Linked DNA regions of Rattus norvegicus: region 1 is linked to region 2. Evidence: chromatin contacts called from public HiChIP or PLAC-seq data. All regions are on one chromosome and are shown on one strand. Each heading gives the region's core, a stretch centred on a gene start, on an enhancer-like site or on the middle of the called end of the contact. The rest is flanking DNA. Distances are from core to core; before and after follow the strand shown.

Evidence for each region. HiChIP or PLAC-seq counts read pairs in DNA pulled down with a chosen protein or histone mark.
Region 1: an H3K27ac HiChIP or PLAC-seq map of oligodendrocytes shows a contact between it and region 2, with 11 times the contacts expected there. The contact joins the promoter of Adsl here to the promoter of Atf4 in region 2. A contact is called at or near these places in 7 of 12 Hi-C or Micro-C datasets (the A7r5 cell line, the Rat2 cell line, Schwann cells and 4 more) and 1 of 1 datasets of contacts at active chromatin or transcription factors (oligodendrocytes).

The regions. Positions count from the first base shown.
Region 1 is chr7:114,357,929-114,360,941 of GRCr8, reverse strand. It overlaps Adsl (adenylosuccinate lyase), which reads right to left and starts at 1,502. Exons shown (of 13, transcript NM_001130503.1): 1 at 1,309-1,502. The coding sequence starts at 1,461.
Region 2 is chr7:113,683,283-113,686,234 of GRCr8, reverse strand. Atf4 (activating transcription factor 4) reads right to left here and starts at 1,554. Exons shown (of 3, transcript NM_024403.2): 1 at 1,371-1,554; 2 at 520-831; 3 at 1-409. The coding sequence starts at 739.

The DNA of each region.
Region 1 (3,013 bases), core at 253-2,752, 670 kb before region 2:
GATGAAGGTTGGATTCACAGGCACTGAGCTCTTTGTGAACACACTAACCTGCTCTGAAACCTGAGAATCGTTACAGCTCTCTGGATCACTCACGGCTTTGTTCAACCTCTCTGGGAAGCCTCTTTCCCAAAATCACTTAAAAAATACTGAACCGAAGGCCCTGGGTTCGGTCCCCCAGCTCCGAAAAAAAGAAAAGAAAAAAAAAAAATACTGAACGGAACAACTGTTCATGCTGCCCCTGTAAGACAAAATACTAATGTGGCTGTGGTGTTGAACCCTTTGATCCTAGTACTTGGGAGGTATAGGCAGGCTGATTTCTGTGAGTTTGAGACTAACCATAGGCTAGCCACAGCTACACAGTGAGACACTTCCTCAAAAAACACAAGCCAGCAAAACCCCTCCCCCCTCAAATCAAATCACCACAATTAACACCCCACAACTCATGTACCTTCTGTAATGAACACTTGCCCAGATCCTCCCTTCTCATAGCAAAATTTATACAGAAATAGTGGCTCAGAAATAGATTCCAATGCTGTCATTAGCTTTAAAGGCACCAAGGAAAACAAAGTGACCAAAGACTCAGCTCAGGTTCTAGAATGAATCTAGGTTCAAATCCCAGCTCTGCTGTCAAGTGCTAGCTGGGTAACCTAGGGCAAGCCTTGATCCTTACAAACTTTGTTTTGTCCTCCGGAAAGAAGAAAATTCAGGGACTGGAGAGATGGCTTAGTGGTTAAATGCACTTACAGAGGACCCAGGTTTAGTTCCCAGGACCCACATGGCACCTTAAGACAAGTTGTTAACTAGCTCCCTCTCCTGACAATGTCTGCTGGCACCAGATATGAGTGGTGAACGTGCGTACATACAGGCAAAGCACTTAAACGCAAAAAATAAAAATAAGTATATCTTCTTTTAAAACTGTGCGAAAATCACCATTAAGTTTACAACTTACTTATAAAAAGAATGTACTTGTTTTGTGTGTATGTGTGTGTGTGTGTGTGTGCGCGCGCGCGCGCGTGTATGTGTGAGCGCATAAAGTCGGAGAACAACTAATGGGAATCAGGTATGCCTCACTCAACATGTTGCCCCAGGGCTCGAACTCAAGTCTGATGGCTAGGCGGCAGGCGCCTTGGCCCCTGCCTGCGAGGTATAAATAGCATTCCACTTGAAATGCGCTGTGGAAGGACGCAAACTCCCATAGCCTTGCCCAAATTGAAGTCCTCCAAAGGATGTGCCGGTCTCTAGGACCTGGCCGAGGCAACAGGTGCTCGGGCCATGACCTCGGTCGAGACAAGGGGCCCGGCCAGTTACCTGTTCGGCCTCCGCCAGCCACAGCCACAGCTGCCGCCACGTCTGGAACTTGTACCTGTCGCTGAACAAGAAGCACATTTCATGGCTGGCGTAGCGAGCCGCCAGCGGAGAACGGTAGCTTTCAGCACAGGCAGGGTCCCCGGATGCAGCCATTTTCAACACGCGACTCAGCTACGGCGGACTTCAGTAGCGGGCCCAAAAGCGGAAGCCCAGCGTGCATGGGGCGGGACTTCCTCCTTTGGCCCCGCCCCGCGGGTAATGCTACCCTGGAGGGTGGAGGTAGTTCACGTTTGGCTCGTCCTTTCTGAGGGTCAACGCTTTTCTCTTGGTTTCAGCGAGGTACGGTTAAAGCTTCTTAAATCTCTGTCCAACGCCGTGCCTCCTCGATTTTTCCATCTGAGGAACGCACATTAAGACCCGCGTTTAACCCAGAAAGGAAAGTTCCAGAGGCCAGTCGTAGGGACGCCAGGAAGGAGCCCTAGTGGACACTCGGAGTACTTCCGTCCCGCAGGAGCCAGGCTCAGCAGGAGACTGAAACTCTTAAACTGCTTGCTGGTTCCGAGCTCAGAAAGCAGCCTGTCAGAATTACTCCACGCATGATCGCTCGAGAACAAATCAAACCAAGAATTCAAAATTTCCGTGGCAGAATAAAACTGAAATAGCATACATCTTTTAAAAAAGAACTAATAAGTTAAATTTCGATTGGCTTCTATATTTGCACCAGGAAAGGACTAAGCAAGCTAAATTGATTTAAAGCAGAAAACAAACAACAAAACAAAAAGCAAAATAAGAACAAAAAGGATCTGCCTTCAAGAGTGTTCTCCAAGGGATTGCAGCAGCACGTGTAGGATCCTTAAAATGCACCTTGTTAGAAAGTGTCATGACTAACACTTTATATAGTAATTAGATACAAATGCTAGGAATAAAAAGTATGTGGAAAAAGAGTAAATAAAAAATAAGAATGTGGGGGCTGGAGAGATGGCTCAGCGGTTAAGAGCACCCAACTGCTCTTCCAGAGGTCATGAGTTCAATTCCCAGCAACCACATGGTGGCTCACAACCATCTGTAAAGAGATCTGATGCCCTCTTCTGGTGTGTCTGAAGACAGCTACAGTGTACTTATATATAATAAATAAATAAATTAAAAAAAAAAATAAGAATGTGGGCTGGAGAGATGGCTCAGCGGTTAAGAGCACTGACTGCTCTTCCAGAGGTCCTGAGTTCAATTCCCAGCAACCACATGGTGGCTCACAACCATCTGTAATGAGATCTGGTGCCTTCTTCTGGTGTGTCTGAAAACAGCTACAGTGTAAAATTTAAAAAAAAAAAAAAAGAAAGAAAGAAAAGAAAAAAAAGAATGAAAAAGTGAAAGGTTGTTTTGGGGAGCCAGGCATGGCAGAACCCGTTTGTAAACCCAGCACTTGGGAGATGCAGGCAGGATCAGGAGTTCAGTCATCCTCAGCTATGTAGTTAAGACCCACAGACACCACCAGGCTACTTGAGACCCTGTCTCAAACAACTCCTCACCAAAAACCAACAAAAAGCTTTAAAAAAAAAAACAAAAAAGCAAATAAAGGGGCTGCTATAGGTGGCAGTGTAAGCTTCTCCCTTTCCTACTTAAAACTGTTGCTTTAAGTAGGAAGTTAATTATTTCATTGATAGTTATTCTAATAGTTTTTTTTTCTCAAGACAGAAATTTCTCTATG
Region 2 (2,952 bases), core at 305-2,804:
TCTTCCTCCTTTACACACTGAGGGGTTAGAGTAATATAAGCAGCAGAGTCAGGCTTCCTATCTCCTTCAGAGATATCAACCTCACTTCCCAGCTCTAAACTAAAGGAATGATCTGGAGTGGAAGACAGAAACCCTGGGGAACAGGGAAGAGGCTGCAAGAATGTAAAGGGGGCAGCCTGGTCGACTTTTATTACACTTTCTGGGAGATGGCCAATTGGGTTCACTGTCTGAGGGGGCTCCTTATTAGTCTCTTGGACTAGAGGGGCAAAAAGATCACATGTGTCATCCAACGTGGCCAAAAGCTCATCTGGCATGGTTTCCAGGTCATCCATTCGAAACAGAGCATCGAAGTCAAACTCTTTCAGGTCCATTTTCTCCAACATCCAATCTGTCCCGGAAAAGGCATCCTCTGGGGAAAAAAATTTCAGGAGAGAACGGTTCATACTAGAGGCAGAAAACCTTTAGAACACCAAACCCACATGAAAAGAGCACACTGGTGCAGGTGTCCTCCCTACTCACCCTTGCCGGTGTCTGAGGCACTGACCAACCCATCCATAGCCAGCCATTCTGAGGAGCCCGCCTTGTCGCTGGAGAACCCATGAGGTTTGAAGTGCTTGGCCACCTCCAGATAGTCATCTAAGAGACCTAGGCTTTCTTCAGCCCCCAAACCCGACTGGTCGAAGGGGGACATTAAGTCCCCCGCCAACACTTCGCTGTTCAGGAAGCTCATCTCGGTCATGTTGTAGGGATTTGCTGGTATCGAGGAATGTGCTTAACTCGAAGGTATCTTTGTCCGTTACAGCAACGCTGCTGCTGGGTTTCGTGAAGAGCCTGCATAAGGATCCAAAAGCAAGTTCAATCATCTTTCTATCTAGGATGCTGGATGACAAAATCCCAAAAGCTTCTAAATGGAGAGCACGTGGGCTCAAGGCCATTGTGTAAGCTTCCCCAGCCGCCAGCTCGGGTTGCACAAGATGGAGGCTTAGCTTTGCTTCACCGGCCACCCGGAGGAAGCAGCTTGTCCTCAAGTCCTAATACGGCCAAGGCCGTCGCGCCCCGCCCCCGTGACTCACACCCCCCCCCCGCCCCACCGCCATCTTGGCCTCGCCACGTTCGCAGAATGACACCGGGAACCCGGGGGGGCGCGAGACGACTAAGTTAAGAGAGGACGAAGAGGAAGTAGCAGGGTTTTAGGCACTACTCCCTCCACGCCGCCTGCCCAACCCTCCCCGTGTGCGCCGGCGTTGCGGGGCCACCCAAACAAGGCCGACGCGTCTGGCCGCTTGTAAAGCCGCGTATGCTGGTCAACGCGCCCAGGCCGCACCCAAACACAGCAAAGCACACGCCCGCGCAGTCGGCCCAATACTCACGCCATGGCTTAAGCCGGTGGGGGTTGCCGCTGCAGAGCCTGGTGCTGCTGCCGCCGCTGCAAAGGCCAACGCTGCCGCAGGCTCTGCTGCCTCTAATACGCCATGGTGGCCGCAAGCCCTGCGGGAGGGGAAGAGGAAAGGAACAGCGTACAGAGAGACATCTACCACAGAGCAAGCAGAAATGGCGGCGACACGCCCTAAACCCGCCTTTTATAGAATCGGTGAGGGACGCAGTACACCCCGTATCCTCCCACCGTGGTCACGTGATCCCGCCGCCGCTCCACCTAACCCTATCCCATTGACGCTCTGGCCCGTCCAAACCCTTCTCCGCTGTGCTCGGGGAGTAACTGGGGCGTTACAGAGTATCCTGAAGGCCCCATGAAGGAAGAAAAGTGCACTACTTTATAGGTTTGCGACCAACTGAAGTCACGTTCCGGAGTGCGGAGGGATCGCTCGTTACGGAACTTCCGGTGTCTTACAGGGCGTGGAGAGACACCTAACCAAAGCTATGACGGTCAAAGCCAAAGCTGCCTGGTTATCACGCGAGACGCCGTAGGAGCGCGCGTCGAGCTGATTGGCCCAGGCGTGACGAGTCATCTAAACCTTAAGTTTCTATTGGCTCTGAACCTGGGCGCCCTAGGAGCACTAATATCGGGAAGAGCCACCAGAGGTTCCGGGTACCAGACTCTTACAGCTACCGACTCATCAGAGGTCACCCCAATGTAGTTGCTCTCTCCGGCATCGCTCCCGGGCAGCTTTGGTCCAGCACGGAGCAAACAGCTTTCCAGGAGTGACACTTGGGCTGAAAGCCCTCTTTCCCTGTATTTGTTGTTCTCAGAACCAAATGGGCAGAGCTTTAGGCATATAGAAAGGTCCTCTGGAGTTACCTGGTCCAATCCTGTCAGTCCAGGGACCGCACTTTGAGACAGGGCGTTCATGTTGGGGCCTTATTGGGAGATACTCCGGTTCCTCCAGCCCTGCATCTTTCCTCTGAATCCTGTACTGGGAAAATATACCTAACCTTAGATCTAACCTACTCTAAAATATGCCCATCACTGCTGGTTTGTATAGGGTCAGTTCCCTTAATATTGTGTTTTATTCAGTTGGATCTCAAGCCCTAGAGTAGTTCTGATTAACTCCCAAGTCTTAACTTCCTGGTATAGCCTTACCAAGAAGTCATCCTGGTGAGTGAGCAGCTGCTTAAGTGGTTGGAAGCCCCAAGTACTGGTCAAGGACAACTCACCATAAAGGATGCTGTTTTGGAAGTGCTGAGAGGCCCTCTTCCCAACTCCAGCCTGCAATCTTTTGAGTTTCCACGTCTTTTTAAGTGACTCATACAAATACCACTCAATTGGCACAGTGCCCGCCCCTTACTGCTCAGTAATTATTTGCAAGCCAAGTACTCCAGTACACACAATCCTAGCACTCGGGCACCATGGTTCAAGGTCATCCTTGATTACATGGTTATTGATTGCTATTTATTAATTCAAACCTAATTCCCAAGTCCCTCTCTCCCTAACTCCATGATTCATCTTCCTTCCTCAGAGGACCTTTCATTATTATTTACTGAGACTAAAGCAAC